Regions from separate parts of the Mus musculus genome. Here regions 1, 2, 3, 4, 6 and 7 are each linked to region 5. A link is a contact called in public HiCAR-type, HiChIP or PLAC-seq and promoter capture Hi-C data. All regions are on one chromosome and are shown on one strand. Each heading gives the region's core, a stretch centred on a gene start, on an enhancer-like site or on the middle of the called end of the contact. The rest is flanking DNA. Distances are from core to core; before and after follow the strand shown.

The links. Promoter capture Hi-C pulls out the DNA fragments that hold promoters and counts their contacts. HiCAR-type assays count read pairs that join an accessible place to other places. HiChIP or PLAC-seq counts read pairs in DNA pulled down with a chosen protein or histone mark. Capture Hi-C pulls out chosen DNA fragments and counts their contacts.
Region 1: a contact with region 5 is called in an H3K4me3 HiChIP or PLAC-seq map of pro-B cells, with 6 times the contacts expected there. The contact joins the enhancer-like site here to the promoter of Ap5z1 in region 5. A contact is called at or near these places in 1 of 39 promoter capture datasets (hippocampal neurons), 1 of 15 datasets of contacts at CTCF or cohesin (large pre-B cells), 3 of 484 Hi-C or Micro-C datasets (cerebral cortex, cortical neurons and olfactory sensory neurons) and 3 of 115 datasets of contacts at active chromatin or transcription factors (astrocytes, large pre-B cells and pro-B cells).
Region 2: an H3K4me3 HiChIP or PLAC-seq map of the 230-238 cell line shows a contact between it and region 5, with 15 times the contacts expected there. The contact joins the enhancer-like site here to the promoter of Ap5z1 in region 5. A contact is called at or near these places in 1 of 39 promoter capture datasets (neural stem cells) and 3 of 115 datasets of contacts at active chromatin or transcription factors (the 230-238 cell line, large pre-B cells and stem cell-derived neural progenitor cells).
Region 3: an H3K4me3 HiChIP or PLAC-seq map of pro-B cells shows a contact between it and region 5, with 9 times the contacts expected there. The contact joins the enhancer-like site here to the promoter of Ap5z1 in region 5. A contact is called at or near these places in 4 of 39 promoter capture datasets (frontonasal cranial neural crest, hippocampal neurons, pre-B cells and 1 more), 1 of 484 Hi-C or Micro-C datasets (pro-B cells) and 4 of 115 datasets of contacts at active chromatin or transcription factors (astrocytes, embryonic forebrain, large pre-B cells and 1 more).
Region 4: a HiCAR-type map of astrocytes shows a contact between it and region 5, with 4 times the contacts expected there. The contact joins the enhancer-like site here to the promoter of Ap5z1 in region 5. A contact is called at or near these places in 1 of 39 promoter capture datasets (frontonasal cranial neural crest), 2 of 115 datasets of contacts at active chromatin or transcription factors (astrocytes and large pre-B cells) and 1 of 9 other capture datasets (liver).
Region 6: a contact with region 5 is called in a promoter capture Hi-C map of liver, with 2.9 times the contacts expected there. The contact joins the promoter of Card11 here to the promoter of Ap5z1 in region 5. A contact is called at or near these places in 1 of 39 promoter capture datasets (pre-B cells), 1 of 484 Hi-C or Micro-C datasets (B cells), 3 of 115 datasets of contacts at active chromatin or transcription factors (astrocytes, pro-B cells and stem cell-derived neural progenitor cells) and 1 of 9 other capture datasets (liver).
Region 7: a contact with region 5 is called in a promoter capture Hi-C map of pre-B cells, with 4 times the contacts expected there. The contact joins the promoter of Lmtk2 here to the promoter of Ap5z1 in region 5. A contact is called at or near these places in 2 of 39 promoter capture datasets (liver and pre-B cells).

Annotation. Positions count from the first base shown.
Region 1 is chr5:141,074,383-141,077,670 of GRCm38.p6, reverse strand. It overlaps Gm38730 (a long non-coding RNA gene), which reads right to left. Exons shown (of 3, transcript XR_868654.1): 3 at 2,986-3,245. Among named protein-coding and RNA genes, the nearest start is that of Gm38730, 11 kb to the right of the region's middle. Within about 2 kb of position 1,255, at least 11 of the 459 cell types and tissues checked have an H3K27ac peak or open chromatin away from gene starts, as enhancers often do. A contact at or near this core is called in pro-B cells, where this site is marked.
Region 2 is chr5:140,800,345-140,803,991 of GRCm38.p6, reverse strand. The region is part of intron 1 of Gna12 (guanine nucleotide binding protein, alpha 12); the gene reads left to right. Among named protein-coding and RNA genes, the nearest start is that of Gna12, 28 kb to the left of the region's middle. Within about 2 kb of position 2,056, at least 47 of the 459 cell types and tissues checked have an H3K27ac peak or open chromatin away from gene starts, as enhancers often do. A contact at or near this core is called in the 230-238 cell line and neural stem cells, where this site is marked.
Region 3 is chr5:140,946,524-140,949,842 of GRCm38.p6, reverse strand. All of the region lies in intron 1 of Card11 (caspase recruitment domain family, member 11), which reads left to right. Among named protein-coding and RNA genes, the nearest start is that of Card11, 52 kb to the left of the region's middle. Within about 2 kb of position 1,617, at least 90 of the 459 cell types and tissues checked have an H3K27ac peak or open chromatin away from gene starts, as enhancers often do. A contact at or near this core is called in hippocampal neurons and pro-B cells, where this site is marked.
Region 4 is chr5:141,042,712-141,046,038 of GRCm38.p6, reverse strand. No RefSeq gene overlaps it. Among named protein-coding and RNA genes, the nearest start is that of Gm38730, 21 kb to the left of the region's middle. Within about 2 kb of position 1,763, at least 96 of the 459 cell types and tissues checked have an H3K27ac peak or open chromatin away from gene starts, as enhancers often do.
Region 5 is chr5:142,462,329-142,465,698 of GRCm38.p6, reverse strand. Ap5z1 (adaptor-related protein complex 5, zeta 1 subunit) reads right to left here and starts at 1,768. Exons shown (of 17, transcript NM_172725.2): 1 at 1,564-1,768. The coding sequence starts at 1,604.
Region 6 is chr5:140,998,593-141,002,043 of GRCm38.p6, reverse strand. Card11 (caspase recruitment domain family, member 11) reads left to right here and starts at 1,448. Exons shown (of 25, transcript NM_175362.2): 1 at 1,448-1,637.
Region 7 is chr5:144,099,022-144,102,388 of GRCm38.p6, reverse strand. Lmtk2 (lemur tyrosine kinase 2) reads right to left here and starts at 2,028. Exons shown (of 14, transcript NM_001081109.2): 1 at 1,613-2,028. The coding sequence starts at 1,715.

The DNA of each region.
Region 1 (3,288 bases), core at 6-2,505, 1.4 Mb after region 5:
CATGTAGCCCAGGATGCCCCAAACTCACACCAATCATCCTGCCTCCACTTCCCAAGTGCTGGGATTATAGGCATGAGCCGCTGTGGCAAACAGTCCTGTCCACTGCTCACAAGACTGGGATTTAGGGTCAGATGAGCATGGTCAACAGACACGCAAGAAAAGAGAAGGTGGCATTTACACACAATGGAATACAAAAGAAACTCTTATTCAGATACAAAAGAAAATGAAATTATGCCCTTTATGGGAAAATGGATAGAACTGTAGATCATTGTTAAATAATACGTCAAACTCTAAAAGATAAATAGCTTGTCTTTTGTGTGCACACATGTGTATAGAAAGAGAGCAGGATCAACACAGAAGGAGAAAGGGGAGCATTGGATGGGGAGAAGGAGAGACAAGAGAAGGTACTGCAGGGTGTGTTACAGTACAGTGAACTACACACCTGCAAAGAGCATAAAAAAACAGTCTCCTGTGGATCTGCTATTCTGGAGGCTAAGACAGGAGTGTGTCAAATTCCAGGCACCCTGAACAACAGAGGGAGCTCAAGGACAGCCTGAGCAAATCAGTGACACTTCATCTCAAGATAAAAATTAAACAAAAACAAAAACACTGAGGATGTAGTTCAGTGGTAGAGCCCCTGCCTAGAATCCCCCAGTGAGGGGCTGGGGGCGTGGCTCAGTGGTAGAGCCCCTGCCTAGAATCCCCCAGTGAGGGGCTGGGGGCGTGGCTCAGTGGTAGAACTCCTGCCTAGAGTCCCTCAGTGAGGGGCTGGGAGTGTGGCTCAGTGGTAGAGCCCCTGCCTAGAATCCCCCAGTGAGGGGCTGAGGGTGTGACTCAGTGGTAGAGCCCCTGCCTAGGTCCCCCATAAAGGGCCTGGGGTGTGGCTCAGAGAAAGGACACTTGCCTATTGTGGCTGAAGCTCTGGAATCAATCCCCAATCCTGAAGGAAAAAGGAAAGAACAAAGGGGGTGTAATTTCATGCACAAGGCCTCCTAGGAGCATTCAGGTGTGTGGTGGTAATGGCCCAATAAATATTCCTAACAGAAAAATTCTTGCAAATAGAGCCTCCCCATGGTTCGGGCAAAAATTGCTCAGGAACCTTGACCAAGAGCTCAACAAGACACATAGTTCACAGCATAATGCAGTCATGTCTGAGGTCTTCCAGCCTCTGAGAGCTTCGTTCTCCTGAATGTAAACTTTAGCTCTGTGGTGAGGGCAGAGCTGTGCTGTGTAGCATGTGTCCCCAAGGACTCAGCTCCATTCAGGCCTGCCTGGTTCTGCTGCACCCGAGGAACATCTGGCCTCCCAAGGCTTATGCAAACCCCAGGCAGAAAGAAGAAAGAAAGCTTCTGAGAGCAGAAAGGAGGTACCGCCTGCAGAAGCTGCCCCCACGCATGGGTCCAGGAAGAAAGTAGATCCGACTGCCTCTGTGGTAGAGACAGCAGCAGGAGGTGACATCAATTCTCTGCTCTGCTGAAACTTCCCCGCCAGCATCCCGAATGATAAGAAATCACTCATTTCTGACATGGTCTCATTTTCAAAGGGTTTCTATAAGAAGCATCCAGCCATCCCATTTCGAATATAGTTCAAATAGAAAAGAAAAACTAATCCTGCTATGTTTATTATTAATTAAACAAGATTTCCAGCATCAGCTGGATAGACACAGGCAGAGGGGAAGCAGGCCCCATCCCAAATACTGCGTACCCAGTCCACCAGACTTTTAAGGGAGGGACTTCAGAAAGTTTCCTTCATGGAAAATTCAAATACCTATCCATGCTATCTGCCTTCTGATGCAGCACTGAGAGGCACCATGGTGTGGATATTAGGTTATTTATTTTCTCATGTCCCCTGGGTTGATGGTTGTGTGTAAGGATGAATGACTAGTGTCTTGCTGGTCATTTGAACAGGTGCAGAGCGAAGATTATTTCATACTGAGTTCTGCTGTCTTTAGATTCTCTGAGAAATGAGAAATAAAATCTCTGGAGAGAATCCAGGTGGGAAAAAAATAGAAATAAATGATCAACATATAAATAAGTGGGTTCTGTGTTCCTGGTTGGTTGGGAGCATGCTTTTCCTTTTATGATCTTGTTACCATTGCAAATTTATGAATTCTAAAAAATTTAGAAACTCTGTGAAATATTTAAATGCATTTTAAAGACTCTGCATAGACAATGGTGGTATAACCCCAGAGCATCCAAAGTGGTTTTCACAAGCTGGAGGTCAGCTCTGGGAGGCTTTGGCCTATCATGACCTGAGCTACATCTGTGTGATTCAGGGATATGGGTGGGTGCCAGTGCACAGCAATTCAAGCATGGAGTGCCATCCAGCGGGCAGGGCGTAGGGAGAAAGGTATGCTTTTATTGTGGTTAGTTTTGTTTGAGACGGGATCAAATTGTGTAATAATGGCTAACCTGGAATCTCTGATCCTTTTGCCTCTGCAGTATTGATATTATAAACACTGTATTCAGGACCTTACCACCAAGTCCCTCACTGGGGGGATTCTAGGCAGGGGCTCTACCACTGAGCCACACCCCAGCCCCTCACTGGGGGATTCTAGGCAGGGCTCTACCACTGAGCCACACCCCAGCCCCTCACTGGGGGATTCTAGGCAGGGGCTCTAACACTGAGCCATGCTCCAGCCCCTCACTGGGGGTTCTAGGCAGGGGCTCTAACACTGAGCCACGCCCCCAGCCCCTCACCCCACTGGGGGATTCTAGACAGATGCTTTACCACTGAGCCACACCACCGAGTCCCTCACTGGGGGATTCTAGGCAGGTGCTCTACCAACTTAGGCATATCCCCAGCCACTAGTAGAGAATATTAAAACAGAAATAAAACCCACTAACAGTCAATTTGCTTTTTTTATTATTACCACATGCCAGCTAATCTGCCTGATGCCAACAATGCTGTCTGTCTCTCCCCCAAATCTCTTCATTGTTCTAAGTTCTGCACAGTGAAGCACTTACAGTTGAGTTTAATGGAACAGCTTCCAAATGGCACATTGCACAATCTAACATCTCAACAAACAATGTGAGATGGTTTGGAGGGTGATTTGGAGAAGTCCCAGGTACACAGTTGGAGCTCCATACACAGGGGCTCAGCTGTGAATTGTTCCTGTGAAACAGACGCTCTCCCAGACTCTGGGCTGTGGCTGTCTTCTGTATACGCTTCAGGTCTTCAATGTGTCATGCATAACGCATGTCAGTGCTTAAACAGTAGATTCAATATAAGCGCTCACACAATTACTGCAAAGACAGAAGAGGGAGGAATTTGAATACCCTTAACTCT
Region 2 (3,647 bases), core at 807-3,306, 1.7 Mb after region 5:
GACTGGAGTCCTCAGCAGCTCCATCTCTGTGTCCTGGGATAAGTGCATGCATTCATTCATTCAACCCAGAAACTCCCGAGTGCCAAGAGCTAAACTCATCATTGGGAAGACAGCAGTAGTCAAATAGACACAGCCCTTGCAGCCATGAAATTTACATTCTTGGGGTTGGACAGCCTAGGAATAAGTAAATTAAGAAATACATGATCCAGGCATGGTAGCATGTACTTGTAGTTCCAGAAACCAGAAGTTTGAGGCAGGAGGATTGCAAGCTTTGGGACAGATTGATGCTACATACTGATATCACCTCTCAAAACAAACAAAAACCATAAAGTGGGCTGGAAAGATTGTTCTGCAGTTAAGAGCACTGACTGCTCTTCCAGAGGACCTCAATTCAATTCCCAGGACCTAGAAAGCAGCTCACAACTATTTGTAACTCCAGTTCCAAAGGATACAATGCCTGGCCTCTGTGGACACCAGACAAATGCCTGATGCATGCATGCATGCATGCATACATACATACATACATACATACTCAAAATACCCATACACTAAGATGAGTAATTTTTTTTTAAGGAGAAAGAAAGAGGTGTGATGCCAGTGATAAGAGATGAAGAAGAATAAAGCAGATTGAGGGAAGAAACAGTTGCTGATTTGGGAGCTTCCTGGCTCAGGGATGCTTAGAAAAGACTTGCGAAAGAAACAAAGTAGCAGGTGTCTGAGGGGACAGGGAATGATACTCAGAAAGTATCATACCTGGGGACTGTAGACAGGCAAGGCAAATGAGAATCAGTAGAGCACAGCAGCCAGTAGACATGGGGACAGGGAGAAGGATATAGTAAACAGCCCATTTATCGTGGTATACATAGCTATAATCCCAGCATCCAGGAGGCTGAGACAGGAGGACCCAGGAGTTTAAGGCCAGCCTGGCCTGCATAATTTTAGGCTAGCCTGGGCTGTCTAGCAAGTCTCAAGAAAATTAAGAGCCCGAGATAATGGAAAGAACTAAGGAGATAGCCCAATCAGTAAAGTGCTTACTCATGCAAGCATGAGGACCTGAGTTCAGGTCCCAGCACCCATAAAGACAGGTGAGGTACTGTCTGACTACAGTCACAGTACTGAGAGGCAGAGATAGGAAATCTCTAGGGCTCACTCATCAGCTAACCTAGCCTAGTCAATGAGCCCTAGGTTCCATTGAGAGACCCTGTTTCAAAACTAAAGCAAACAACCAAAAACCAAGAAAGATGACTTCTGAGTTTCAGCACCTGAGGTCAGCCCCTGGCCTCCACAGACACACATGTGAGCACACCAGCTCCACATAGACATACACACAAGTAAAAGTAAGTGTGGTGGGACATCACTGTTGTGATTGGAAGAGACAAAGTATGCAATCTGTAATTCTCGTGCTGCAGGCTGAGTGGGACCTTGCCCTAAAGCAGCCGTGGGCAGAGGTGCAGGGAGAGTAAGAAGAATGTAGTGGCCACCTGGAAGAGGAAGGAGGTCCATTCAGGAGCCCAGTGTATGCGCTGTCCTCACTGGAAGGCAGCTCAGATATGATTATTGCTTTCTCATGGTTGCTCTGGGGTAAAAAGGGTTCAGTGCACACCTGACTTGTCTTGACACAGCTAGATGCCATTTTGTTAGCTTTGTATAGGAAGTTATTCTTCCTATAGCTGCTGCCCTTGGCCCAGAGATACGGTCTTATACCTCTATTACTATCTCTGTGTGTGTGTGCGTGTGTGTGCGTGCGTGTGTGTGTGTGTGTGTGTGTGTATGTGTGTGTGTGTTAAAAATGTAAACAAATTTTGAACACACTGTTTGAAAAATAAAATTTTTCAATCTTCTGTTTGTGTCCCTGCCATGCTGGTATGTAGAGTTTTATCTGTTCCTTCTACCCAGTGTATGGCTTGCCACAGTGGTGATCTGTTTCCCTCCTGATGTGCAGTCAGGTTGTTTACCATTTCCCTTGTGCCCTACAGTGCCGCACTGTATGTCCTTGCCCCTGTCCCTAGTGTGTTGTGGCCAGAACTGCCCTGGAACGTACTTAGATGTGGGTCGAGGGGCGGTTGCAGGCCAGGCTGGCTCCACCAGATGCCGTCAACACTGCTTCTCAAGGGACTTATCCAAGGTCTGGAAAACCACACAGCTTATTTTAGATTAATGAACAATGCACAGTAAATATATCATTGGATCTTACTGAGTATGTGTGCTGCAAAAAGAAGGAAAGGGTGATGAAGGGACACCAGGACCTGTCTCCTGCAGGGATGGGAGACATTCAGCTGGTGGCTTAGTGCTCACTGGTCTGGGAAGCAGGAGCTGGCACACCATGTCGTGAACCACATTCATTGTGGTTTCTGTGAAAAGAAACAAGAAAGTCAGATAAGAGATTTAGGATCAGACAATTCAAATCATGTCAGGTGCCACAGAATATTCCCTGCTTGTCAAGTACCTGCCCTAGGTGACTAGAGCAGAGGAATAAAGAATCAAGCAGGGAAAAGCCAGGGGAACTTCAAAGAGGTGCCTCTGAGTATGTGGTCTGTGTTGGCTGGTCAGACATGAAGTGTTATCACAGAGGATGTCTTGTCCTGGAAAGGGCCATGTCTCTCCCATCAGCAAGGCTTCAGGTGTCATAACACCAGAGATGCAGAAAATGGATTCGCCTGTGAGTCTTGGGTGCCAAGAAATGTGAGATCCACCATCATCCTGTCCTAGTTAGACAGGCAGCAGCCTGAGGAGCCACAGGACAGGCCCTCAGAAATGCTCAGCCTGGGCTCCGGCCCCCAAGACCTTGAATCAAGAGGTTTGGGATTCAGCTTCCCCAGGTGATTCTGAGACTGAGGGAAAGGATTCAGTGGCTCCTGGGGAGCCACTGACACAGGCAGTCACACAGGGAGCAGAAAGAACCAGCGCCCTGGGGTCAGCTGGAAAGAACATGGCAGCCAGAAAGCAATCCATAGAGGCAAACGTCAGTCTGCTATTACGGATGAGACCCACCACACACTGACTACAGTGACTTATACCTTTTATGACAGTAGTTTACTAAGGAGGGACTTGAACTTCAGGGGGACATTTCATTTGCAATGCAAAGTCAGTTTCTGACCAGTGGTTTTGCCTACCTGTCCCCTAAGAGACAGCCATGTACAGAAGTATCTGTTTGTCCTGGTGTGAACTCAAGTCACCATAGCTCATCCCCTCCCTTCCGTACAACCCATAGTTCCTGACTGAGGACAGTGTGGAGAGAGACCTTAATTCTATCCTTTGGTTTTGACAGTCTGATGTTGGCCTGCTCCTAAGGCTTTGAGGTTTGGGCTTCCCTGTGGATGCAGACTGAATTACAGGCTTCTTAGCATCGCCCAGCCCTGGAGAAGGCAGTCTCTGATGACCTCAGAGTAAGCAGGCAAACACAGCTTCGTACAGTCCTGGCTTTCCCCTAGACCTGGTGCTGCGGTAAGGGTAAGGCAAGAAGTGTCCTCAGTTTCATTGGCATCTTGACCAGTGGTGACTAAATCTGAGAGTGGCTTTGTTGTCCACACATGGGTAAACCGTGTGACAGAAGTCCAAGCTCCCAAATGGGCAGTCTCCAACTGGGCAGTCTCCAACTCTATTTTGGCAAACTGACAAAGAATTTTTCTTTTAGGTGCTAGAGATGC
Region 3 (3,319 bases), core at 368-2,867, 1.5 Mb after region 5:
GATGTGGTAGGGATCATACTGGGGCTCTGTGTTCACTAACAGCAAAGTCAAGAGACAAGAACAGACTACCTCATGTACCTGCAGACAGATGCTTTTTTTCTGGAATGCCAGGCCCCCGTTACCTCCCAGGTGGAGCTCTTGATCTCCTGGGTGAGGATCTGGCATGGCAGCAGGAGCCAGTTGCACAGGGGGGTGCCATCAAGGATGCTGGGGAAGAGAGGCTCCTGGGCACCCCTTCTGCCACCCATGGCTCCTGCACCCTGGCTCTCTGCGCTCTGCACCCCAGGTCTCTGTGCGCTGGTCTGAGCCTTGTTCTTACCCAGGAGCTCAAATCACCCACAGACTCCACGTAGGCAATCTTAAGCAGCTGGTGTTTGGGGGTTTACTGTGTTTTTCTTCCTTTTTATTACTTTTTAAAACCATGTGTGCAATGTGTATGTAGCACATGTGTGTGTGTGCATGTTAATTTCTACATGCACACTGGTATGTAAGCAAGTGTGTGCGGTGTGTGGGTGTCAAGAGCTGAGGCTAATGTCAAGCATCTCCATAGATCATTCCTACTCTGTGTTCTTTTTTCTTTTGGTGTGTGTGTGTGGCTGTGTGGCTGTGATGTGTGTGTATGATGTATATCTGTGTGTGTTGATATTCGATGCAATGTGTGTGTATGTCTATGTTTCTGTGATGTGTGTTATGATATGTGTTTCTGTGCTGTGTATATAATGTGTATGTGATATGTAATGGGATGTGTGTGTCTGTGATGTGTGTGTATGATGTGTGTGTGTGTTATGTGTGTGTCTGATATGTGTGTGTATGATGTGTGAGTATGATGTGTGTGTCTTGATGTGTGTGTATGATGTGTGTGTATGATATGTGTGTATGATGTGTGTGTGATGTATATGTCTGTATGTCTGTAATTGTATGTGTATGATGTATCTGTCTGTAATGTGTGTGTATGATGTGTGATCTGTGTCTGTGAAGTGTCTATGATGTGTGTATGATGTGTGTATGATGTGTGTGTCTGTGATGTGTGTTATGATGTGTGTGTGTGTGTGTGTGTGTGTGTGTGTGTGTGTGTGTGTGTGTGTGTATCTGTTGCATAATGTATGTGGACTTGTGTCACAGTCCTCCTGTGGAGGTCCGAGGACCACTCGGTGTTCTCTCCTTCCATGTGTGTTGGTGCTAGTGATCAAACTCAGGTCCTCTGGCTTGTGTGCCCAGCATCTTTACTTGCTAAGCCCTCTCCCCAGCCCTCTGCTGACCTTGGAGGTCACTGGTTAGCTGGGCTGTCTAGCCAGTGAAGTATGAGGATGTGTCCCGCCCCCAGCCCCACCCTCAGCTCCAGCACTAGGATTATAAGCGCCTGCCTGCCAAGTGCCTGGCTTAGTTTTGTCTCTTTCTGTTGTGGGGACAGATTCTCATACTATAGCCCAGGCTAGCCTCACGCTTGCCATCCTCATGCCTTAGCTTCTTAGCAGCTAGGATGACAATGTGTACCACCACATCCGTCTTCAGGTTCTGCTCAGAATAAAGCAAAAGGAGAAGTGTGCAGCCCACCACCGCCTCCCTCTGCACCTGCTAAAAATAGTTGTAGCCTCCTCAGAGTGCGGCACCCATGTGGGCTTCCGGGGGAGGCTGTGGCAGCCTGCCAGCGTCAGCACTTTCCGGGTGCCTTGCTCCCCACAGCAGAGGACAGGGAATTTGAGAGACTCCTGGACAGATGCCCCTGCCAAGCCCAGGATACGGCTGGTGTAGAAGCCCATGAGTACACCTCCCACAATCCCTCTGTGGCCTGCATAAGCAGAGCTGCCGAAGCTGTCTGTGTCCCGGGCCTGCTGGTGTGAATACTCTCCACACCTGGTCCTTCTGCTCTTGTCTGTGTGGGTGTGCTCGGGGCCTTCAAACATGTCCCTTCACGCTTTTTACCTTGGTGCTTGGGATGAAGCCTAGGGTCTTTTATGTGTCCAGGCAAGCTGTCTACCACTGAGCTACACACATCCCTAGCCCTAAGGCTTTTATGATAGGGACTCTGTGTGGCCCAAGATGACCAGAAATCCTCCTGCCTCTTCCTGCCCCAGTATTGGGATGACAGGCATCCCTTACTTTGTCATCTCCTAAACTGGATGTGTATTCTGGGCTGCAAGGGACCCTACATCACACTAGGCTGGGCTTGTGCAGAGCCCAGAACTGGCCCATGGAAGGCTCTCCACGAACCCCGAGGTTCCATGGGAGCAATATGTACCTGTTTCTTCTGTTGTCACACGTGGGTTCCTTGTTTCTTCTAACTGAGCACACTGTCACAGTTGAGGAGTGGGGTTAGTGCTTGAAGTGTGTTTTCTGGAAAGCTGGAGATGTTCGCAGCCTTCTCTGGGGGGAGCTAGATGAAGTATGTCATGTCTGCTTTCAGCCTGTGGCCCCGCAGAAAGGCGACCCTCTCTGCTGGGGAAGGATTCTTTCCCGCCACCCCCAGTGCTGTCAGCTGGTTCCCATGGGGTTGCTTATGCGTGTGCACATGAGGAGAGGAGTGGGGTGCTGTCCAGCAAAATGCCCCAGGCTACCCTGGGAAACCTGCACTTGAGAGTCATATCAGGCATGTGCAGGGTGAGCCACTTCTCCCAGAAGCCTTGAACAAACCTGGGGACCCCAAAGATGGCCTCCCCTTAGAAGCCACTGAAGGTCACCAGAATGTTTGACTCTAGACTGGAAGTCTATGAGATGTCTTGGGAAATGCACCTTGAAAAGGCTTGGAAGGGGCAGAGGAGGTGACTGAGAAGGCAAAGCATTTGTCTTTTAAGGATGAGGACCCAACCTCGATCCCAAGATTCGCTTTGAAAAGGAACGTCAGACAAGATGAGAGGCTGAGGCAGGAGGATCCCTGGGACTTAATGACCAAGTAGCATGCTTCCTTGGTGAAATCCAGAACAATAAGAGACCCTGTCTCAAAGGAAGACACCTGCAGTATGTCAGTGACACTGAGGTTATCCTTCAACTTTCACACACAACACACACACACACACATAAACACACAAATACACACATACATACATACATACATACATACATACATACACACATACACACAAACACACATACACACACAAACACACACATACACATACACACAAACACACACATAAACACACAAATACACATACATACATACATATACATACATACATACACACATACACACAAACACACACATACACATAAACACACAAATACACATATACTTAAACACATACACACATAGACACATTACCTGTAAACCTTCACACATGGGTGCACCCACACATGTGCGTGCCACACTTATGCATAAAAG
Region 4 (3,327 bases), core at 514-3,013, 1.4 Mb after region 5:
TGTTCCAGGATGAAAGACACACAGTCTTGTATTTTTAAATATGCCTTAGGCAGCACAATAGCTGGGCAGCTGCCTACCCTCCATGTTGTTAGAATCTGCCTTCCCATTGACAACACAAGTTATTACTTACTATGTTTCGTCTGGGATGCTCTGAGCCCTAATTGCCAGCCCACATGGCCACATTTTTTAGGGCTCAGCTAACCCGTGGTAGCTCTCCTTTCTCCTCTCCTGCACTTTCTTCTTCTATCCCAAGGTGGCTTCTCCCAAGCCCGCCAAACCTTAACCCCACCTATGTCTCTTCTGCCCAACTACTGGCTGTTGGCAAACAGAATTAACTTGGGGGCAGGGCCACTCAGTATCTTACTTGTGAACTCTTTCAGACTCTCTCATCTCTGGTGTTTCAGTCTTGGGGGCCCCAAATTAGCCAGCATAGGCCAACACATTACATTAGTACCTGAGCTCAGACACTCAATGCCCATGTAGAAAAGTCCGGGCCTAGTGTCACTTGCATGTAGCTCAGTGCTGGGGTGGATGGAGATGCTTGGTGGATGGATACCTGGGCTTGCTGGTGGTTGGCCTAGCCTACACAGGCAGTTCTAAGGAGTGAGAGAATTTGTCCTAATAGTTAAGGTGGCCAGGCACTAAGGACTGCCACCTAAGGTTGCCCTCTGCCCTCCACACACACACACTCTCGCACACACACGCACATGCACAAGCACACATGCACTTGAGCACATACGGACATTCATGCACACACACACACACACACACACACACACACACACACACTCATCCACACATAATCACAATTATCACTGAAAGCACCTAGCTTACAGGCTCAACCCCTTATCCTGCTTCTGCAGCCTCCGATTCTTATCTGTGGGAAATCACAAGGTCCTGTGGTATCAGGATCCCACCCCCGACCCCAGGCAGAGGTAGCTGCTGAAACAGGAAGTGTTTATCCACACAGTAAGACCGAGACCGCCAGCAAAAGCTGAGGAGAAAAGTAAAGAAAAGTGTGCGTGCTGCGTGGACTGATTTTCATAAAATTAACATCATAGTGTATAATAATGCTCCCAATATAACGTCTTTTCCCAATTAATATTTATAACCTTGCACGGATTAAATCATACTTTTGTGATTATGTTAATCATCATTTTTAAGCCTTATTCAGGGCCAAAGATAACAGCTGGCTGCGCTTTTTGCTTTGTTTTGTTTCCTTTTCTTTTTGAGACAGTCTTCCTACATAGCCCAGGCTAGCCTCAAATTCTCAATCTTTTCGCTTTGGCCTCCAGTGTGTGGAGATTACAGGCACATGCTGTAGTGCCTGGCTTTTTCTTTTGTTGGCTTTTGTCTTTAGAAAGTTCTAGTGACATTCCAAATTCTTCCAAGAGAGAGAGCCATTGTGACTTTAATAATGGTGACACACGTTCACATAGGCATCTGCCCCTGAAACTGAAGTCTTCTTAGACACCTGGTTCCAAAAGGTTTCAGGTTTTTATGATTCTTTCTAGAAGTGTCCCTCTTTTGCACACATTAAACATAATTGAAATGGGAGACGCATCCACTCGGCACCCACGCCCTCCTGAACCTCTGTCTCACGGCAGGACCGTTGCCTCCTGGGATAAGGGTCTTCAGCAAGCATGAGAGACCAGCGTGCCCAGCAGGCTAGTGCAGGCAGAGTTACATCCTGCACGCTGCCCGTCTGCTCTCCCAACTGCTCAGCTATGGGCTCCATCCGACACCCTAGCTTTGTTCGCAGAAGCTGCACACTCCACCCCTCAGCACAGGAAGTAGAGCACGAAGCTGCATCAAGTCTGTGGGCTGGCAGTGGGCAAACCTCACGGCTCTTCCTTTCCCAGCAACAGATTCTTTTTCTTCGTCCTTTTAAGGACTGAAGAGATGGCTTAGTTCCTGTGTAAGCGCAAGGACCTGCGTTTGGATCCTCAGCTCCCACGGTGCACCTCAAAGTGCTCAGAAAAAAAAAAAAATCTGCTGCGTGCTCGGCCCTAAATGGGGCATCTATATCCAACCCTCCTACATGATTCAGGGAACATCATGGAAGCCAGGCAGAAGATGAAGAAGAGAGTTGTGAAACACTGGCTTCTGGACATGACCATGGTACCCGTGAACCCACAGCTGCTGTGGTTACCTGCGCACAGACAAGCCCGACATCATTCCAGCATGGATTGGGGAGGAGCTCACAGGCTCCACCCTCATCCATGATTGGCAGCTGATTGCTGCAAGGGGAGGGAGTCAGTTATAGTCAAAGACAGCAAACGCTTCTGCCTTACACACATGGGTAGGAGCTGCCATAACTGGATTCAGCCTGTTGTAACAAAATAAGAACACATAAAGTTGGGAGGGGGACATAATAGGGGGTCTTGGAAAAGGGAATTAGAGGGTGGATAGGATCAAAATGTCTTGTAGACGTGCATGCAACTCCCAGAGAATAAGTAATATTAGATATACTTAAAGCCAGGTGTCAAGCATTCCTCTTTAACTGCAGCACAGAGGGATACAGAGGCAAGTGGACTCCTGAGGCTCACTGGCCAGCCAGCTCTCGGCTCAGTGAAAGATCCTGCCTTAAGAACTAAGGTGAAGCACAACCAATGCAGGAAGACACTTAACCATCAACCTCCACACATGTGCACATACATGCATGCACACTTGCACACACATCAGCACATGCATATGTGGAGGAAAGATCGCATGACCCCTCTGCTGAATCCTGCGTTAGCCAGGCCTGCTATGAGACAGTACCACCAGCCAGGCAGCTCAGTAGTAACATGTCATGCTGTTGGGGGGTTGGGGGTGGGGTGGGGTCTGAAGTCCAAGGTCAAGGGGTCTCAGCTTGGTTCCTACGGAGGACTGGAAAGCAAGAGGTATGTCTTCCCATCTCTGTCACTTGACAACAATCTTTGATGACCCTTGACTTGTGCACTTAAGGGAGGCAGCTCACAACTCCAGGGTACTGTTCATCACAGCAGGAAGACAATGCATGGATGTAAAGCAGCTAGGAACATCCCATCCAGTCCGGAGGAGAGAAATGATTGAAGACGTGCCTAACAGTCAGACAGTTCTCTACCCTTACACATGCCGGCTCCAAACCAAGGGCTGCTGCTGGCCACTCAGACTGGGGCTTGGCACATGAGTTAAGGCAAATCAAGACAAGCCCTGACCCAAACCACCTGCTGCTCAGCTCCCTTTAACTTAAGCGCAAGATCGGATCTAGATAATCATCCCTCATGGAGCCAATTCTCCCAGGTGATCCTAGACTGTATCGCTGGACAATTAACAACTGACCTTGCACAGGGAGACAGGAAT
Region 5 (3,370 bases), core at 519-3,018:
ACACGTGTTGAAAGCCGCTTCCCTGAGCCTTGGGAGAAGAGCAATGCAAAGCTTCCACACTGAAGAGCAAAGACTCCCGGCTGTAAGACTGTAAGAAAGCCTGAGATGTCGCTGGCCTAACACAAACACTCTAGGACTGAGCCGGGCTTCAGTGTGGAAATGTGTTTCCTTGCTTCTATTCCAAGCTTAAAAGGAAGGAAAAGAGGTGGAAGGGGTGCCTGCCTACATGCATGCTGGGTTCCTTCCCAGCACCACAAAATAAAGGGCCATGATGAAGGAATTGCCCAGCGTGGTGGTGGCGCACGCCTTTAATCCCAGCACTTGGGAGGCAGAGGCAGGTGGATCTCTGTGAGTCTGAGGCCAGCTTGGTCTACAGAGTGAGTTTCAGGGGCCACACAGTAAAACTCTGTCTCAGCCATCTCTAAATAAATAAATAAATGGATCAGTTGTCTGTGGGCGCTGAGGAAGAGAGCCCCCAACTTCCTAAATCATGGCTGACAGTCCCACTATGGTGTCCTGACAGGGCTGATGGTTTGCAAACTGCCCCCATTTTGAGCCTGTCTGTCAGGTACTTGAACTTGGTTCTGCACTGTCTCTGCAGGTACCACATGTCCCAGGCCGAGGAAGGTCTCCAGTAGCTTTCCTACCACCCTCGCCTGCTTTGTTTCCTGCATCCTCCACCCAGAGTCTTATTGAGGCACCTAGAGAACAGGCTGGGTGAGCAAAAGGAGATACAAATGGCCCAGGGTTGTACCCAACTGGGGCAGTGATAAACCACAGATGCTATGAGACAGGATAGCGTTATTTTTGTGTTGGCATGAAAAGGTTACTGCTTAAAAATGAAAAGTACCCACCCAGTACTGAAGGCAAAGGAGGGCTGTGGGCCCATGGGGAGACTGTGTGGCTGGGTCACCAACCATTTTCCTAATAGATCTTAAGAAAACTGTCTTTGTTTTTTAATTTATTACATTTATTTATGTACATGTTGGGGTGCTCGAGTGGAGATCCAAAGACAACTTGCTGGAGTTGATTTTCTTCTTCCTCCCCGAGCCCCGGGGGTCGAATCGAGAGAGTCAGGCTTGGTGGCAAGGTCATTTACCTATTAAGTCCCTCTGTCTTCGGAGTACTGTCTTGTTCGTAGACTCCAGACTTTTAACTCTTTCAGGCTCTGGGAGATCCCAGAGATCTTAACCATTCTAAACTTTCCCCACGAGTGGCCCAGCTCAGAGTCCAGATTTGTCCCTTTGCATTTTCAGTTTACCAAATGCATCAGGTCTGGGCTTCGGGTAGTCGTTTCCTTCGCTGAATCACGTACCACCAAGTCTTGGGCTGGCTATTTGGGAAAGAACCTAGACTCTCAGTGCAGGGTCAGCACTAGCATGGACCCAGACACGATGAGGAGGATCCCTTAGCTGAGTTGTGCGCCTCACATTCCACGCAGGTCGCCCTGAGCCCCGGACCCGGCGCCACACGGAGACCCGAACCGTGCAGCGGGACCACCGCCTCCCCGCTCCTCCCCGGCTTCGTCTCACGCCCCGTGGCCCCAGCCCCAGATCGGCAGACCTGGCCTGGTGCAGCAGACTTTCCGCGCCCGCCGAGAACATGCCGACACGGCTCCAAGCCCACCAGTGCCCGAAACGTTGCCGCGGACTTCCGGGATCGTGTCACATGACGTGTCATGTGACCGGACTGTGTCTGCCCTCTTTCGCCCCACCTCTTACCCCCGCCACCACCCTCCCGCGTCCTGGCTGGATCACGTGGGAGAATCTGGAGCGCTAGCTGACGGCTTCCGGTGCCACACCACGTGGGAGGGCCATCCCTCCCACTCCCCCGCGCAAAAGACAGACCAGCTTCCGGTCCTGCGGCAGGTGGGCGGGGCGGGGCGGAGGCCTTGGCCAAAATATTGCAGTACAGAAGCCAGTTCCCGCCTAGCTCCTGGGCTTCTCTCCACGTCAGTCAGCAGCCAGGGAGTCATGGAACCGTGGTCCTTGGAACCCAGAACTCCTGGCTCCGAAACAGTTTCCTTTGATCCCGGAACTGCCAGTGGTAGACTCTAGACCTGGAGAGACTAGGCAGGCACATAGTTTAGCAGTAGGGTGACTAGATTTACCCCAGTGAGAGGCTGGGGGCGCGACTTGGTGGCAGAGAAAGAACATCCTTAGCAAAAGCTGTATGGCAGACACGTTTTATAAATTCTGTCAGGCTCTTTGCTGCAGAAATACCCAATGTCTTGCTAGTCTTGGGTTTTAAGATGAGGCCCTGGCACTATTCACCTATTTGGGTTGGGAGATGGGTGCCTATTGCACACACAGAAAAAGGAAACTGGTAGTAGACTGAGGAGCTGTCACAGTGGGAAAGACACTTGGACCCGTGTCTTTCTGGCTCTTGCCAATCAATACCTAGTGCTCATGGCCTAGTAATAAGCAAGGCTTCAGGGAGAAACGGGCAGAAGTAGAAACGGCTCAGCTGGTAAAAGTGAACATGAGTACCTGAGTTCCATCCCTGGGTGGCCATATAAAAATAAAACCCACACTTGCAGTCCCAGCACTGAGGAAGTGGAGATCGGAGTATCCCTAAGGGTTGCTGGCCGGCCCTAGCTTACTTGGCAAGTCCCAGGCCAACGAGAGATTCTGTCTCAGAGAAGAGGTAGGGCAAGAAAGAAGACTCAGAACCTGAAAGTGATTGACACACAGGCCTGACAGGCTGAGTTTGGGTCCTCAGAAGCTACATAAAACCTGAGCCCAGTAGTGTAAGGATTTGTAATCCCAGCACACCTACAGGAGATGGAGGAGGCAGGAGACTCTCCTGAGGCTGGAGGATAAGCCGCCCTGGCTTATGAGATGGTAAAGAGAATCTGTCTCAGACAAGGTGTAAGTAGCCATGAGGGTGGGCACCTGAAGGCTGTCCTCTGATCTGCTCACGTCTCCTGTGGCCAGTGTACATATGCCTATGCCTCTGCATGTGAACACACACCCCACTTGAGGAACAGCAGCTGAGGTTGTCCTCTGCCTCCACACAAATACACACACAGGTGCAGTCACACCCAAAAACATGTACACAGAAAAAAGGGACAAGTGGGTTGTTTCTCACCTGGCTGAGTGTCAGGATGAATGCCAGGGGCTCTGAGGCAGCCGCCATGGGGTGGTGGCTTGAGTGAGAATGGCTCCCATGGGCTCATATACTTGAATGTTTTGACCCCAGTTGGTGGAACTGTTTGGGAAGGGTTAGGGGGTGTGGCCTGCAGTCAAGTGCCCAAAGCATCCCCCATTAGCTCAACTCTGTCCTGCAGCGGCTGTCTCAATATGTAAACTCTCAGCTACTGCCCCAACCCTATGCCTGCTTGTCTGCTGCCACGCTCCCTGCCACAATG
Region 6 (3,451 bases), core at 199-2,698, 1.5 Mb after region 5:
GGGCGTGGCTCAGTGGTAAAGCCCCTGCCTAGAATCCCCCAGTGAGGGGCTGGGGGCGTGCCTCAGTGGTAGAGCCCCTGCCTAGTCCCCCAGTGAGGGGTTGGGGGCATGGCTCAGTGGTAGAGCACCTGCCTAGAATTCCCCAGTGAGGGGTTGGGGGCATGGCTCAGTGGTAAAGCCCCTGCCTAGAATCCCCCAGTGAGGGGCTGGGGGTGTGGCTCAGTGGTAGAGGCCCTGCCTAGGATCCCTCAGTGAGGGGGGCTAGAGGTACATCTTAACAGTAGAATGCCTGCTTACTATGTAGAAGACCCTGGATTCAACCTCCATAATGCAAAACCAAAAACTAACAATGCTCCTGAATGGGCAAAGCCAGTCTCAGCTGGGACTGAGTGTGCTCCTGCTAGGTGGGACCATGACTGGAAGAGGCAGACATAGAAGTCTCGTGTTTGGATGGATCATGGTGTAGGTGTGAACTACACGTTTTTATTCAGTTGGTGAGAAGCTGTCAGCCTGGTGCATATACCCTTGTGTATCTTCATGTGCTTGAGTTGTGTTAAAGCCTGTGGATTCCTTTCTTAGCTTGCATGGAGTGGTGGGGAGTGCTCTCCTTTACAGACTGAAACATTTATAAGCGTTCTTGGTGTGCAAGCAGGAGGACCCAAGTTCAAATCCCAAGTGCTCCCACACAAAGCGGAGTGTGGCCAGGTCTGCAACCCCAAGGCTGTGGGGGTGGCAAGAGGGGGGTCACTGAGCTTACTGTCCCCCAGCCTAGCTCCAGGTCCAGCAGGACACTCAAGGGCAGAAGGCAGAGAGCAATCTGTAAAGCCAGGCACAGACAGCATCTTTCAGAAACCAGTGCACATATGCCCCCCCCCACACACACTTTAAAAAGTAATCTTAATTAATTTTTCAAAGAGTTTTCTTCTAAGGGGAGCTTATTTCTCTGAGCCTAGTGTTGGGGACCATGTGCTGTCTATTTATTTTAGGGACATATTCTTTCAGGTTCCTGGTTCCATTTCTGAGCAAACTTGACTCTCTCATGGTAGGAGTAGCTGCCCTCTTCCACATCACCCCTCCCAATGAAGAAACTCCAAATTACCCTACAAATAACTAAAAATGTAGTTACCCCTCCTAAGTCTACACTGGGACCTCGTTAATTGACAGCCCAGGCTGAACCAGCTTCACCACACTTAAAGCAGGTGGCCTGGCCACCTTGGACTCAGCACCCAGGCCCCTGACCCTGGCACACCCCTTCCCTCATTACAGCCAGGCCCCCAAAGCCTTAGGCTCAAGCTCAACCCCTCCCCCTCCTTATCTCTTTTTCTAACCTTTTGCAATTTTTTTCAAATCTCATTTCCTGTCTGGTTTTGCATTTTTCTCCCCCGCCCCTACCAGCCTATGACACACTTTCTCTCTCTCTCTTCTCTCTTCTCTCTCTCTCCCACTTCTCTCTCCTCCCCTTGAGTTTTCTGATCTCTGGACTCCTGGCGCCTCGCATCCCTACGGGTCACCAAGGCCCAGGGAGGGTGGCAGCCTCAGGCAGGTGCATGCTGGAGCCCAGAGCCCAGTGCTGGAGGAAGTTGGAGAGCAGCGTGGAGGAAGCGCCTCGCCGAGCCTGTGGAGCATGAGCACCCCAGGTAGGTGCGGCCGGGCTGGGGAAGAGAGAAGGATGTGAAGAGGCTGTGCTGTAGGGACAGCAGGGGCAAGCTGGAGGCCTTAGGGAAGGTAGCATGGAGGAGTGGTAAGGAGTCCGCTCTGCACCCTGCCCTGCCCCTCTCCCCTAGCCCTCGCTAAAGGTTTTGGACTTCACTTTGTAACTCTTGGGTCGCTAAACTGCTCCTCCCCTAGATATCACCAGAGAGGAAGGGAAGTTTGCAGGTCACAGCCCAGCCTAACTCAGAGGGTCTTGAGTAGGTGGCCTTCCTTGCTCTCCAAAGAGAGGTACCGTGTCATGGGAGACATGTCTATTGGGGTACCAATGGCCTGCTGCGTAGAGCCTCTTCCCCAAACCTGATGAGAAGGTTAAAGAGCTCTTCTGTCCCTTAGGGGTACTGAATACAGGATAGAGTGATGTATCAGCTATTACGCTGTGGGGAGCAGATGGCTCAGGACCATGGCCTAAGCCTGGACTTCCTCTCACTGTCTTAGCCAGAGGCCAGCAGCTCAGCCTTGACTTCTGTACAGCCAGTTTGATTTGTAGTTTGAAAAAAAGTTGGTTTTTTTTTTCTTGTGACATTTATGACTTTTCTGGAAGGTCTGACCTACTAGGAAGCAGGGGGAGGGGTCCCTCACTTAACATTTATTTAGTACCTGTGTATGCATAATATGTCCTGGAAATCAGTGGATGTGAATTAGTGTATGGACAGGAATTTGACTGCAGTTCTTCACCCTCATGCCTTCCCTGAACCCCACTTATCTCCTTCCTCGAGACGTCTGTAAAGAGAAAATAGATCCCTCCAGGCCTGTGATGGGTGCTTCGAGCATAAAACCAGGGAACTTCAGCTGTGCGGCATCACAGGGAAGTGGTCTACACCTATGCAGATTCTATTAGCAGAGTATCAGCAAAGCAGGCTGATGATGTCACACAGGGAGATGTCACCCCTATACCCACACCCACACCCAGCCTCAGAGACTGCACACAAAGTATCCTACCTGCAACTAAGATGAAAAAAACCACTACAGCAAATCTGCAGGTAAAACTCACATGGTTGCCAGGCACTCTGAAAGCTGAGGCTATAGGGCTGCGAATTCTAAGCTAGCCTGGCCTATAGAGAGAAAGTCTAGACAGACAAAACTCTCTTGTGAGGACGCCAATTTGATTTTATTTGAGTCAGTTGATCAGTGAGTACTTCCTGGGCCGTTCTGTACTTGACACTTGGGGGCCACAGAAAGCATGTGAAATATGAGGTTGCTTGCCCTGCGATGCCTGTCTTGATGGTAGTATGCTCTGATAACAAAGAACTCAGAGGAAGAGCATGGGAGGCAGCTGGGCTCCAGAGCTCAGCAAGGATCCCAGGCTGAGGTAAGATGGTGAGGCGCTTTCTTCTCCAATCTCTAGTGCAGCTTTCCTGCACCTTTCCTACAAGAGATGTTTTTCCCACAAGGGATCTGTGAGTCTGTGTTTTGAGAATGATAGGAGGTGGGATGATGTTCCACCAAGCCACACCCCCAGTCCCTCCCTGGGGGATTCTAGGCAGGGGCTCTACCACTGAGCCATGCCCCAGCCCCTCCCTGGGGGATTCTAGGCAGGGGCTCTACCACTGAGCCACACCCCAGCCCCTCACTGGGGGATTCTAGGCAGGGGCTCTACCACTGAGCCACACCCCAGCCCCTCACTGGGGGATTCTAGGCAGGGGCTCTACCCCTTAGCCACACCCCAGCCCCTCCCTGGGGGTTTCTAGGCAGGGGCTCTAACACTGAGCTTCTTTATCCCTAGTCCAAACTTCTCTCT
Region 7 (3,367 bases), core at 779-3,278, 1.6 Mb before region 5:
ATAAAAATTGATAGGCACAAGAACTACTGGAAGTTTCTGGAATCGCCTTGTCTCTCTCTCTCTCTCTCACACACACACACACACACACACACACACACACTGTATCCACTGTGCTACCTAGTGTTAATTTTCTATTTAAATGTCAATATCCTTACATAGCAACATCACTACCTTTCTATATAATCTTTCCCAGCTTCCCCGGTATTTTCTGCAATGTCCACTCTCATCCTGGTTGACTATCGACTTCTGTCAACATTCAGTTATCTTATCCACTGACTCAGAACACTCAAGTCACCAAAAAGACTTGATTCCGAGGCGATAGCACAAACACAGTGCTACATTATATAGTGTAAGCACACCACTTAATACTCAACTGAAGGGCACTCAATAGCATATAACCTAGGGTAGTTCTGGAAGCCATTACACCTCTTTCATTGTAGATTTTTTTGAAACTCCCATATTGACCGGAGGCAGTTCTGCCCTTAAACCTTGACCTCAGGTGCGTTCCAGAGACAGTTAAGACTTTAAGTAAACTGGGAGGTGGGTGTAGAATCACAAGACAAGGTGAATCAAAGACCTAAGTTTGAATCTAACTACAACTTGGCTGTGTCACCTTGAGTATATCTTTTGATCACCAGGGTTCCAGGATCCTCAAAGCAAAAGATGAAGAAATTGGACTAAATTATCTTTAAGCTTTCTTCCAACCTCTAAAGTTCTTTGAAATGTCAATACCTCCCCCTTCGTTGAAAAAAAAAAAGAAAGAAAGAAAGAAAGCCGTAATGATGGAAAGTTAGCCTAGATTTGTTTTTTTTTCTTAAAATTTCTGAGATGGTTTCTTTGGCTGAAGTTTTATTTATAAACTCCAAATCAAAACTATATGCAGAAAATACAGAAGGGCTGAGAGCTTGAAAAGAGAATCACTCGCTGAAATAGTTCAATTACCCTCAGGCCAATTTGTCAGTGGATACGCAAAAGCTGCTATGCTACTCCAGTCACTAGCTTCCTAAAACAAAATTATGTATCGTTTGTTCCTTTCTCATCCCCAGCGACTCATTCCGAAAAAATAAATAAATAAACAGATAAATAAACCAATAGCCCAACAACCACAGCATCTAAAATCAATTTACAACTTTAGAACAAGTTTCGGTGAGCCAAGGAAACTGCACAGCTTCCGCGAGTCATTGGTTTCATTTAAGGAATGACGAGAAATAAGAAACGGTTCTTATAATAAGACGGGAGAAAAGCCACCAGAGGCAGGTGACATCTGGAAGAAGAAAAAAAAAAAAAAGGAAGTGTCGAGGACAGAAGCTGGAGGTACCTTTAGGGCAACAAGTTTAAGAGTCCGGGAAAAAGAGTCCCCCGGGAGGTAGGGGAACCCATCGCTGCCACCTCGCCCCGCCGTCTTCCCCAACCCCCACCGTGTCGCCGCGCCCCCGCCCCCCATCCCACGCCCCTGCGGCAAGAAATCTCCCTGAGATCGCGGGCATCCCGCGGCCTCCTGCCCTCGGCAGGCCTCCGATCCGCCGCAGAGGTGGCCCAACCCCGCAAGCCCGCCGCCCTCGCCGCCGCCCCGCAAGACGCAGCGGCCCCGCAGCCCCCGGGCTCCGCTCACCTGCACCTGTTTGCGGAAGTGGCGCGGCCCGGGCACAGCCGACCGTCAGGAGCAGGAGCAGCAGGAGCATCGGCGGCGGCGGCGACGCCGGCGGCCCCGGCATCTCGTCCACCGCGCGGTCCCCCACGGGGCCGGCTCTCGGGTCGCCGCCTTCAGTCAGTCGGTCAGCCCTCCGCGCCGCCTCAGCGACACCGGCGCCGGCTGCTTCGGGACACACGTCTCTTTAGCCAAACGTCAACCTTGTTCCTGGTCTGCATCCGCCGCTCTGGCCTCGGAGCCAGCATCATCCTTCCCGCCCGTCAGCGCCGCCACCGCCGCCGCCGCCGCCCCTCAACAGCAGCAACGGCGCCCAGCCTGCGGAGCCGCGGGCCCAGGCAGCCGCGCTCCCGCCGCCATGATGGGCTGCGTCATGTGACGTAGAGCTGAGGCGGGATGCCGGGACCGACACCTGGACCAGCCAATCGTCAATCCATACTGACTCCGGGAGCCCCACCCTCTCAGCCATAGGCGGCAAGGTGGCGATCGGTGCGCCCCCTGCAGACAGAGGAATGAGGCGTGGGCAGCAGGTAACATCGACAATTATTTTAGGAAGATATAAAGAAGTCCATAATAACCCACATAATTTAATCTGGGACTTTTGTCTCTCTTTCTCCTACTTTTTATTTTTCTTTTCTAATTTTTACCAACATGGTTCTCGGTATTTTATCCCCGGTTTTACTTTCTTCATTTTCACTTATCAGAACTTTCTTAGCCTCTTCTTCTTAGGCTGACCCTCATATCAGATAAGCTCTTGAGGAAACGTTGAAATTTTTAAAAATTTTAATTGATCAAGCACAGAATGTTTCTGACTTCACTTACTGACGTAGCAGTGAGCTCAAGCCAGCTCCTCTGCCAAGACAGCCAGCCCTTCCTGCCCCCTCTTGTTCACCTGGCAGATGCGCATCCTTTCATTCGTCAAGACACACCTGGAATATGTATGACTTCATCGATGGCTTCACCCCAATCCCACAAATAACTGAGCATCCACAGCCCCGACCTAGCCCAGCCCTGGGCCGACTGTCATGTTTTATTGTTCCTGTGACTGTAAACCCCTTGAGGACAGCAGCCCTGTCTTGAGTCACCTTGGAGCTCCTCCTGGGTGTTCTCTACTGGAACTGTGCTAGGTGTTGGTGATGGGTGTGAGGAGGGAGCAACTTCCAGGTGAGGTAGAAGATGTCTCAAATGCAATGAAGAGATTGCTTGCCTTGCAAGCTTGAGGGCCTGAATTTGATCCCCAAGAAATCCACATAAAGAAAATCTAACCTTAGTGGACAATGCTTGCTGAAGAGGCAGAAAAAAAGATGGCTCGTAGGACTCGCTGACAAGCCAGACAAACTTGCTAGGTAAGTTTCGGGCCAATAAGAGACCCTGCCTCAAAAACAAAAAGTGGACCCTGACCCCGAGGAAAGACACTCTTCTGGCCTTCACACACACACACACACACACACACACACACACATACATACACAGGGACAGGTGGAGAAAATGCACACACATAAACAAATCACATGCAAACACAAGCAACACATACATCCATGCACACAACACATACATCCATGCACACAACACATACATCCATGCACACATAATAGAAAGGGAGAAAGTGTTTGACTGTAACACAGCTCTGAGCCCCTTCCTTGGGGTTGGGGAGACCACCTTTGCTGACTCTGGGAGTCCAATTTGTGAATAAAAACACCTGAAGAGCTGCCTTGCATC